Regions from separate parts of the Oryzias latipes genome. Here region 2 is linked to region 1. Evidence: chromatin contacts called from public Hi-C data. All regions are on one chromosome and are shown on one strand. The core of a region is the stretch at or near the end of the contact, and the rest is flanking DNA. Distances in the headings are between cores, read along the strand shown. Region 1 holds the start of pex14 (peroxisomal membrane protein PEX14). Region 2 holds the start of LOC101174424.

Region 1 (5,913 bases), core at 1,307-3,806:
AATTAATCTGATCAAAGGTTTTCTTGAGTTGAAGAAACATTTTTATTTTCATAATGTAATTTATAAAAGAGCATTCAAACGTTGGCCTTTGGTGCTTTTGTAGGGTTGGATTATAAAGTAGCTTCACTAATTAACTTATAAGTCCTAAAAAGCAGTTTAAAGGTACGAAAAATGTAGAATATTCTACAATTGTGGCTTGCTTGTGGGAAGCAGAAGCACATAATTGTGTTGTAAAGCTGACATTTTGGAATTCAAAAGTCTGTGGTTAGAAAGATTATTTCTGATTATTTAAGGAGTTTCTTCGCCTCACACGTGTATATGTCTATGCATATTTACCTAAATGTTAAGTACCAGGAAGCGGTGTGCAGAAGACTAAATTGTTTATTTGAATGGGGAGACAGATATAAAGTCCAAAAAAGTTATGGAATTTTGAGTTCTTCAAATTGACTTTGACTAAAACAGAAGACTTTTGGTGCTAAAGCTTAGAAGCATCTAACACCAAAGTGGAGTTTCTTGGCCATAATGACCAATAGTAAGTTTACGGTGGCATAGAAAATATGGTTTTATTTTGTTTTGCAAGTCAGAGAACTTTCAAACCTTATGGTCACTGACAATATTCCAAAAATCTTTATGGAAACCGCTAAACTGTTATTTTTAAGTTTTATTTTCTCATATACCAGGCAGTTTTGTGCTGTTCTATCACTGAAATAAGAACAAGGTAGGACCTGTAAATCGGCCTCCGACATAAGAATGATGCTGGTGAGGTCTTGTTTTAGCTGCTGAGCCAGGTCCAACCAGGGTGCTAAGCTACTGCCGGTGTCAACAGTGTCCATCTCCAGCATAACCGATTCCCTCTGCATCCAAGCGGTGCCACCATCGACTAAAACAAAGAGTACCAAAGCACAACATGTAGAAATCCTGCAGACGGATAATGATCATCAATATGGACTCTGAGATTCTTACTCTTGCGAGCTGGAGACCATGTTTCCTTGTCATGCAATAACATAAACTTTGTATTTGAGGGCAAACACAAGAAGTAGGTTTGATCTTCTACTATTGTCCCGTCATTCTCCAGGACCACTTTGACTGGGTCACCGGGGCTGAAGCCAAGATACTCGGATCCTGGAGCCGGAAGAGAGGACAGGTTACCAACTTAACATGCATCAAGTGAACATACTTCATCCTAAGGTCCACAGAAAAGTCTGACACCTATGGGAAATACCAATGATAAAAACACTACAGTAAGGACAGGCATGTCCAAAGTCCGGCCCGTGGGTCAAATGCAACCAATTTCCACCAGCCGGCAACCTCAATAATATGCGGCCCACAGCACTTTCTAAGAACTACAGTTTCTTGATTGTGATTGGCTAGATTGCGTTATAAACCGTGGACCTATGCAACAACCTGTAGACATGAAGAGATTTATTTGTTTCTGTCATCAAAACCACTTCTGACTAACATAATATTTGTGTTATTTCATTGTTCAATGATAGAAACTGACAAGTTTACAGTTAGCCTTTAACAGTGAATAATTGGATCAAACTGGTTTTTATAGGCCAATTGGATGGCCCTCACACATTTTCACCTCACCAAATCTGGCCCTCTTTGAAAAAGTTTTTGTTCCAGTATAGCTGGAAAAAATAAAAACGTTTTCACTGTTATTAAAAATACATATTGTTAAATAATTCTCAAACAGCTTTCATAACAAATCTGCAAAACACCTTTAATAAGCATTCCGATTAAAAGGAATATATCACAATTATGGAACATGTATAAGTGCACAAAAGAAATATTTAATAATAATAATAATTTTAAAAATGCATAAACTATAATTGCTGGTTTTAGTTGTTGTTGTTGTTGTTTGTGTGTGTGTGTGTGTGTGTGGGGGGGGGGGGGGGGGGTTGTGAAACATTGTTTTGATTCCAGATAATGAATATTTAAAGTATATTCTTGCAAAAAGCAGATCAGGGAAACGCCTGGTGACTCGCATCTCAGGAATGAACAGCAGCAGGCTTTTCATGTTAGCCATGTAGGGGTTAACATTGAACAGATAATATAATTATAGTCAAATACATTCATAAGCATTAAGAATAGCCTAGTATTATCACCGTTGTTTTGCGGCTTAAGCAGTTTTAAATGTGACAGTCAGTGCAGCGGTTGGAGATTTTCTCTCAATTTAGGCGCGAAGCAGATAAATAAAAATAAATGCTTAAAATCTGCGACTGCACGAATACATGAACGGCTTCTTATTTTGATTAAAAGCATATAATGTCAGATAATCTCATACTAGTTCCCACAGTCCTCCTTCTCGGTCCTCCCTTACCTTTTTTCTTCAAGTCATCTAAAGAAGGTGCAGACACTCCGTAGGATTTTTGCCGGGTGAAATTGCACACTTTACACGCCTTTCCATCAGTCATTCTTAAATTTATTCTGAAAGGATAATATTATTCGGTAAAGGAATCTACAGAGAATGGGAAAACCCGCTTTGAGCTCTCAGCCACCTTTACTTCTTCATACACGGAAATAACCGCCGAAGGGCGCTATGAATTGTGGGAATTGTTGTTTATTGTTTGAGAAATGGGGAAAGGTTTAGTCTACCTATCTCCACTCTGTTTCGTAATCCGCTCAACGTATTTCGCAACTGAGAGGGGAAAAATACATCACTGTACTTTGTTCCGATGAAAGTGCATCCCAACTAAACTAAATAAAACGCTTTAAAGAACTTTGATGTTTCGAATGGACGGAACAGGAAAAGCAATCGAGCGTGGATATCCCAGAGAACTATAGGAAGATGGCATCCATCGACCAAGCTGACACGCCAACACAGGTCTCTATACACCAAGCCAGTTAGCATTTGACGTCCGAAAACATTTATGCACCATTTGTTTGAGTTGCTATTTTGTGGCTGGTTTCCGTACACCTTTTAAGCAAACGTTTCACAGCCGAAGAGAGGTAGCTTGTTTGCTAGTTAGCATGCTAACTGGTTGTGTTATTTTAAAGTGGTCTTCGACACATGGGAGGTCAAAGGCATTCTGGGGTTCAGCAACAATTATGCATTTAATAACTGACCACGTGCTACAGCTTTCTATATGGCGGTGAGGGTTTGGGTCTGTCAAAGTCATGGATTATAATTGTTGACACAGGGAAAGGTCACAAAAAAAAAAAAAACCTCGGGATTTTATATTCGACATTTAATGTTCCACGAACATGGATCAAAAATAATTTACTGCAGTTACAATGCTTTATACGGCTAAGCTTCACCATATCTGAAATGCTACCTTTATGTTTTCACAAATTCAGTAATCATGGTGCTCTCCAACTCACTTTAACGTAAAAGTCGATCCCAGAGCAGTCTTAAAAGTTTCCAAAAGTCACCACACTTGTCTGGGTAAAAAATATTCGCACATTCTATCATTGCACTTTAAATTTCACAGTAGTCTTCTATATTAAGTCATTAAACACCAAACAGTGTCATTGGTTCCCTCTAATGCACATTACTATGATTTGGAGCTTTTCAGTGTCCAGGTCCTGTAATAAGCCCAAAATAACTGATAAAGATGTTTTTGTCACATTCTACCTTGTCCTTTTTTATTTATTTTTTTACTTGGAGGGCACAGTATTATTGTGTTTACACCCTATTTGTATACTTTATCTTGTTATCTTCAACCTAAAATGGTCTGTTTGCCCTGAGAAATATGATAAGAAAAACTCCAAACCTTTAACTTTGCCATGAGGATTCATCAAGAGGGGTTGGAAAGCCAGTAACTATTGAAAAAAAAACTGCTTTTTTAGTTAAATTATTAGTAACTGTTGTTGAAATTATGGAATATTTCCTGTATTTTTGATGTCTTCTATTCAGACCTAAACTTTCACTGGTATAATTTTTAAGGATCAAACTCTAGCTTAAATTTGATATGATTAAAAAAAAAAAGAACCCCTTAAATTATGTATTTACTTTTGGGGTCCTTTTTAGGTAAAAGTCTACTGAATGCATTTAGCTGATTGCAGATGGAAACATTTAAAGACGTGATGATTTTTGGAACTGAAGAGAATGCATTTATCCCTTGTGCTATCCTAGGCACTTTAACATTGGGAGTTGGGTCATCTAGACCCCACAAGTCAGTGCACTAAACCTTTTTTCTTCAATGATTTGTGATTTTCACTGGTGTCCATGGATTCCATGAAATCCTCTTCACCTTTATCCACCTTTGTCATGGTAGGGAGAACACATCAATGTAAGGATGGGGTCATCTGGACCCCATAGGATAGCACAAGGGTTATATGTGTAATTACTTCTGCATAAACATTTAAAAACCCATGCGACATTGATCTGCTTTAGTATGAGGCTAAAGAACAAAACTTAGTCTTCCCGAACTGCCGTAAACTTATATTTTTTCCCTCATTTCATTGTTGGATTTTAACAATATTTAATTAATAACTTTATTTAGATAGCACTTTTCATCAACACACGTGCCCGAAAAAAAAAGATGTATATTTGTTATAACAACAAAAAGTCAAAAGACCAACATAAAAAGGAAGGACATAGAATATACATTAAATGCAAGAAAAATTATTACAGCCAGTTTTTAAAATGTATATTATTTTTTATATAAATAGCTAACCATATATAAAGTGGTTGTTGGGGGTCCTATCAATTGAAAAGTAGATATTTCAGTTTCTTGGTTACTTTCTAATAAATAAGGTGACAGTACTCTTGTTATCCACTAGATGGCTCTCTAACACAAGTGTTTGTCTTACAGGCTGGTCCTCCACGTGGTGAAGATGGAGCAGTTCGCCCCAGAGAAGCTTTGGTAAGAAGTTTAGGAAAAACTATTTGACAAATGAGACAGAGACAGTTATAGCATGCGTGCTTAATTGAAATACAAGTTTGGCTGCTGGTTTTTGCCTGTTTATTGTGCTTACAAAGATATTTATTGTATTTCTGAGAATTTAAGTTTATTTAAATCAAAAATTATTTATACATAAATAGCAATCTTGGGAAAAAATTCTGCATTAGTGTTTATTCTTTTATTAAATTGTTGAGTTAAATTTTTAGAATTGTTTCGAGAATGAAACATTTTTAAAAATTTAATCAAAGACTTTTAACCATCAGATTTTTATTGTAAAATCCTATTGTTTTATTGAATTATAGCACAAAATTACTTTATTCTCCTTAATTTTAAATAATAAAGATCCAATCTCCTCTGTCTGAAAATCAGCTATTTAGTATTGATCATTTATAGCAAAAAAGTTATCTTTGTTTGGCTTTAGGGGTGGTTTGCTGTGGTTTATTTATAACAAATTCATGCATTTATTGTTCATAGACTTGCTTAAAGCTCAGAAACTCTTAGAGCAGTCTCTTTTCTTAGTTTGGTGTGTTTCTTGTCTTTACAAGAAGTCCTAGAAACCAAAGAAATGCTGTGAATCAAAATGATTGGGTTTTACATGAAGAGCTTCATAAACCGTGTCATTGAGGTACAGTGAGCTGTGTTCACGTTGACCTGAGCGGCTGCAGCACACGGTAGTTTCCTAAGGCCGTAGATTATGACTTTAAGAAAAATGGCGCAGGGAGACATGCCACTAACCAGTTGCCTCTTACTTGATGACCTCCTCTGTAAGCTGACTAAGCAGTTTAATTTGTGAATACCAGGAAAATATACGATTTAAGTGCAGTGAAGATCAGTCTTATTATTTGAAATAACATGTAAGGGAGGCCTAGCGTTGGTCATTAAAGGGTTTGAGCATTCATCCCAGCTACGTTCATTGTCCTTGTATGTGCACAGGTTGGAGTAGCGCTGTATTGTTCAGCCTGCATGTCTCAATGTCATTCACTACCATTCACTCTTCATCTTCCCCCCATCATCCCTTCATGCCAAGGCTAATTTAATCCTGGCTTTATTGATTGTGGGAGCA
Region 2 (5,913 bases), core at 1,883-4,382, 410 kb after region 1:
ACAGATGAAAGATCAGAAGATTTTAACAATACTTGTAAACATAGAAGTGACTGGCCATGGAGCAGAACCAACACAAATGAGAATCACAAAGACATGAAATGGAAACTTATGGAAATGAAATTACTTCCACTGACTGCATGCATACCGAACAACTTTAGCTGTTTCCAACCATTCTGCCTGCAGGCTCTCCCAGTCGTCTACTTTAATCCAGTCAGAGTTCGCTGTGGCCAACCGAGCCATTTCCAGACGGTGAGACGCCTCAATCAAGCCTTTTTTCCTATAGGCATCGCCCACAGGAGATATGATTCCCTTCACCACATTGTATTGTCCTAAAAAACAAAACAAAGAGGAAAGTTTTCACTGACATCCCCATTTATTGCAGCACTAGTAAAGAGAAGGAGTGTTGTCCAACATGCCAGAATGTCTACATAGCGTGTTATGTGTTGTGCTGCGTAATGTGAAGCCTCAGCATTTCTATTAGAAAACATGCTTCGTCTAAAGGTGCTCTACAACTTAAAAACAAACATTTTACAAAAACATTGTGCACAAAATTATTAATTTTCTAAATCAGTTAAGGAACCTTTGACAAACCAAAAGTTTTTTTTAAATAATACTCGAATCATTTTTGGCAGGACTACCTTAAAAAACAACAAATTCTTAGTACAAGCAGGTTAAACAAAAAAACAAAACAAAAACAAACAAGTGATAAAAATTAAACATACTAATGACTCAAACATTTCTGCTTGAATATTTCTTAAATATGGACAAGTATTTGAAAGAGCCTTCAAAATAAAACACAACATCTAAGAACCACATGTGGCTCTTTTACCCCCTTTTGTAGCTTTTTTCTGGCTGAAGAAAAATAAAATAATGTTCATTTCTAAAAGTAAGGATTACTTAATGAGTATTGCTTTAATTTAGATTAGTTAAGTTTATGCATTTATGTCTGAGTTTCACCTGGAAGTAAGATTAATCATGAGGCCTTGCTTGCTTTAACACTTCCTCCAGACTGCAGATTTCGAATATTAAGCTAAACTTTGGTAAAATGTCTGATCTTTTCTCATTACTCTGTTTATTTTATGAGTTTTAAAGTACGTTTTTTCTGGTTAGTAGCTATCCAGAGGGAAGTGGCTAAAACATATTTGTATATTCTTTATATACTTCTCCTACCGAATCATAAACTAATGAATTTGTGTTTTAGTTCTGGTTAACAGCAGTAGTTGGTAGGAAAAATGAGACGCCTCAGCAAAGTAGACTTGAGGTATAACATGAAAAAAATATGATTTTTGTCTTGTGTTGTTATAATCTTTTGATATTCATTAGCCGGACTGGGATGATCCTGTTTGGCACAGGAAGTCTTTTATTTTCAAAGACTCACTCCAATGAAAAATGAGTTTCTGGTGTTTTCAACACGTTCTTGTAGCATTTTTCTGATGATGGCGGACATACAAAGCAAATTAAGATTAAAACTGCATTTCTGAGTATTTCTTTATTCAAAATGGTCCCTAATGAACTCTACCCGCTCTGCAGAAACTATGTCCTAGAAAATGACAGGTTTTTTGCCAAATAAAATCTAGCATAATCAGAATTAAAAAGACCACCGGGAATGCTTTGAAAATAGATCAAAAGATGATCAGAGTGAGTCTTTAATTTCTCCTATGACATTTTTTAAAATAATTCCAAGTGGTGTTTTCATTATAATTATTACGTTTTGTGTACCTGAAGCCTCTGTTTTCAAAAATCTCCTCTAGATGGGGGTGGCCATTGGTGCTGAGCTAAGTAGTCCTGCAGAATTACGAATTACTTTGCACAGCAAATAAAATGAAACGCCAGGAAAAAAAGTGACTCCCCTGATAATATTCTTGGTTTTGTTGAAACCCTCTCTGGTTATTGCAGGACAGCAAGACTTCAGACACAAATGAACGCAAATGCGGAGAACACATTTAGGACTTTGAGTTTAATATAAAATATGTGCGGCCAACAACAAAAAACCAGCCTTGGCCGCACTTAAAATACATGCGGGGAATGCAGCAATGTGCCATCTTCTCTTCTCTCGGACCTGAGCATGTCGGGCAGCTTGTGCAATGCGCATGCATTGCTGGACCATTGTGACATCACAACAGCTCATAATCTCAAACCAAGCGTCTTTGTGAAAGTTTGATTGACAGCGAGTTATAAGGAGAAATACTCTGAAAATAAAATCATTTTTTAAATGACATTTGTTCTCTTTCATAAGAAAAATGCCACACTTACATGTAAAAAATTCAAAAAACATGATTTTCATAGGAGGTGGACTTGAAAGGAAGTCATGCAACCTCCTGTCAAAAGTAATAAAATGAAACTTACAAAAGCTGCTCCTACCACGTTTTAATCAGTAACAAACAGGCCCAAATGGCTTTGTGTGTGTGTTGAAGGGCCACAGATCCCTGCCTGACAAATGTATAGTGACTGGAACATGGAGAAAAAACATGATGAATAACTCAACCTGTGTCTTGCAGGTGGTCCCGGGCCAGTTCAAACATTCTCAAGTGCATGTTGGTGATTGGATTAAAGGACCCGCATGCCAGCAACACCACTTCGGTTACCTTCTGCTTCTGCATCCCGCTTAGTGGAGAAGCCTTCTCTCTGAAAGTAAACACACACAACTGAACTGATTAGCCTAGGATCACTGAGACAATTCTGCCTGTTTATCTGCTATAAACGAATGAGCGTTTAGTAAACCCAAATAGAAAATGATCAATAAAGATGTTGAAATATATATAAAAAAATGAATACAAGAAAAACTATTTAAAAGTATTGGACAAAACATCAGCTTTGTTTTCCAGTAGGCTACGAGAATGCTGGCTAACTCTTCATGAGAATCAAACCTGCCACGAGAGAAAAAAATATTAATTTTACTTTAGAGTTTGGTATCTTTTTCCACAAACACAACCCTCACCTAGGACGAAAACCTCACTTTTCTTTTTCCAAAGAAAAACCGACATTTATACTTTTTAATAGAAGTGATGTCAACAATCATCCGCTCTAGAACTAGCAGGGTCGTCTTCGTCTTTGGTTCTGTTGCAGTAGGGGCTCAAATGTAACACTGCCACCAGGTGGTGGGAAGGAATTGAACATCACAACTGTGATTATGAATCACGCAGCTCAAAGAACATAACCATAAATTGTATTAACTATCAAATATTATTTTATATAAATGTTTGCACAAAAAATCAAGAGTAAAAAAAAACAATCTAGAAAGTTAAGCGCAAAAAACTGTTTTAGAGACATTATTGAAGGATTTCCTCTCAGCACTGTAAACGTTTTTTCTTCACAAAAAGGCATTTCTTCTGTACTTTCTTGTACTTTTCTTTTATTGCCCCTTGTTTAAAGAAATATCCCAATCAGTCCATTTTTATGGAACTCTGGAGTTGTTTTAAAATTTAGGAAAACACTTGTTTAGGAAGCTGCAATCAAAGAGGTTACTTAGGTACACAGTTATTAAACAACATCTAGAATGTTTATTTAATACTAATTTTTTGTTTAGTCTCAAATCTGCAACACTGTGGTCTGATGTTTAAGAAAATGTTTTTAATTTATTTTCTTTCTTTTGTTTTTAGATTTCGTAGTTTTTGTTTTTTTGTCATATAATGTTTATTTTTCTATATTTGTTGTTTAACGTCAAATTTGTCAGGCTATGTGTTTGATGACATGAAAGACAAATATTGTATTCTGCTGTGTTCTATCACAGAAGTGAAAACCTTCATTGTTCAATGTTTTATCCAAGGAACTACACTGATGGCTTGTGCTTGAGGCCAATCATCAATGTCTACACATTCGTTTCTCTCAACTACTATGGGAAGTAAAAATGATCATTCTGCGTGAAGGGATCCTGATTATTGAACTTATTATTATTTTTTAATTAATCCCCAACACTGATAATTCCCCATAACACTTGTTTTAAATTGTATATGGATCGTGCAGACTGAGGTTTTTTATGTATTTTTAATGTATTAATCTTTTCTAAGGATTTCATTTTAATAATTAGTTGTATTTTATTTTTGATAATTTAGATTAATTAATTAATTGTATTTTACTGTGTTTGCCTGTGTTGAAAAAGGATTTTTTTTGTGTTCATTGAACTGACAATAAAGTTTACTTATCTCTATCTGGAAAGTTAACAACAACAAAAACAACATCAACAATAATAATTTCCCCCAATTAATAACATGGTCATAATCTAAATCTTTTTCATTTCATTTCATCTATATATATATATATATATATATATATATATATATATATATATATATATATATATATATATATATATATATATATATATATATATATATATATATATATATATATATATATATATAAAACAGTTGTGTGGGGAAAGGGACCCGAACGATCTGATTGGTTGGAATCGAGCAGGAAGTAGTGAGCCGCGCCTGCACTGTAGAGTTACATTCACAATCACAAGTCCTCTGATCACACACGGCGTAGTGCAAGTGTTTTGCAGCATATTTGCTTTGAAATACTCTTTGCTGGTTTTGTTGTTGTTGTTGTTATTCAGTTACTTGTGAACGGACACAAACATTTTATTTATCCAAGGTTGTTTCCAAACGGAGTCCCGGTGAGGTGATTTCTTTAAGTTTAAGCGCGCTAGCTTGCTTGTCAGCTATAATCGTGCCACTTTGCTAGCTGTTGAACCCCAACGTATGTATAGATTTTTCCTCTTTGGAGAACATAGATTCATCAATACCACCAATAATCCAGTTTCGGTCGCTAAAGCTGCCGTTTCGCGAGTGTAATACCCCCTCAGTAACTAATCAATAACAGCACAGATCCAGCGAAGTGCAGTAGTGGGTGTTGACCCTTTCTTCTTCCCTGCTTTCTTTGGTTCCTCTGTCTGTCTGACTCTGAGGCAGCATTGATCCGAGGATGGCTTCTCGAGGGAAATCCGAAACTGGCAAATTGAAGCAGAACATGGAAGAACAGCTGGACAGACTGATGCAGCAGCTTCAGGACCTGGAGGAGTGCAGGTGCAGAGCACGGACACGTGATGAATGAGAAACCAAGAGACGCTGCCTTCATCAGTCAGACGCTTAGCATTTGTTTGATCCTTCCAGGGAGGATTTGGAGGAGGGGGAGTACGAGGAGACCAAAAAGGAGACTTTGGAGCAACTGGGAGAATTTAATGACTCCCTAAAGAAGATCATGTCTGGAGACATGACCCTGGTAGATGAACTCAGTGGAATGCAGCTGGTATGGAAGCTGGAGGATGTATTTATTCATTAAATATTTAGGGATGAAACGATTAATCAACTTAATTAATGATTCGATTTATATTCCTTTGATTCAACCAGATTGATCTGTGTGAGAAAGGTTATCAATCAATTCAATATGTACCATTACAAAAGTCTTTCAGAATGAAACAAATTGATTATAGCAATATTGGAAAATACCATTGGGATTGATGCACAGTAAATATATTTTACTTAAACATGAAATCGACAGAGTGCATCACAGTGGACAAAACACGTAATAGCAGCAAAAAAATGATCAAGCATCATTCCAGTCCAATGTGTGGAAACCCTTATAATTTAGCAAAGACGTGACCGTACAGTGTGGTCGAATGTTCTAATGTTCTATTTTGATGTGGAAAAATAGCAGTGGGCTGGACTTTAGGAAACTAAAATGTGAATGGATTTGCTATTACTTCTTGTTTACTTGTTTGTTTATACATATATTTAATTTACACTTGATTATCTTGCAAGAAATACAAGAATTCTGGAAAACTTCCCTGTTCAGGACCCAGGTGTTTATCTCTGAGTTATACTGGTTGAGTTTTTGCCTAAAGATATCCTGAATCGATTTTAGGTCAGTGAATTGGATCGTTCAAAATGAACTAATACGGACTACGAGTCT

The links. Hi-C and Micro-C count contacts between places; a contact is called where the count stands out from the background.
Region 2: a contact with region 1 is called in a Hi-C map of fibroblasts, with 4 times the contacts expected there. The contact joins the promoter of LOC101174424 here to the promoter of pex14 in region 1. A contact is called at or near these places in 3 of 5 Hi-C or Micro-C datasets (embryo and fibroblasts).

The regions. Positions count from the first base shown.
Region 1 is chr7:9,512,153-9,518,065 of ASM223467v1, forward strand. pex14 (peroxisomal membrane protein PEX14) reads left to right here and starts at 2,557. Exons shown (of 10, transcript XM_020704551.1): 1 at 2,557-2,827; 2 at 4,761-4,811. The coding sequence starts at 2,792. It overlaps dffa (DNA fragmentation factor subunit alpha), which reads right to left and starts at 2,522. Exons shown (of 6, transcript XM_011476949.2): 1 at 2,324-2,522; 2 at 964-1,122; 3 at 726-880. The coding sequence starts at 2,417.
Region 2 is chr7:9,922,181-9,928,093 of ASM223467v1, forward strand. It overlaps LOC101174424, which reads right to left and starts at 3,133. Exons shown (of 9, transcript XM_004070384.4): 1 at 2,991-3,133; 2 at 2,486-2,625; 3 at 146-329. The coding sequence starts at 3,019. It overlaps lzic (protein LZIC), which reads left to right and starts at 4,434. Exons shown (of 6, transcript XM_011476969.3): 1 at 4,434-5,027; 2 at 5,115-5,250. The coding sequence starts at 4,927.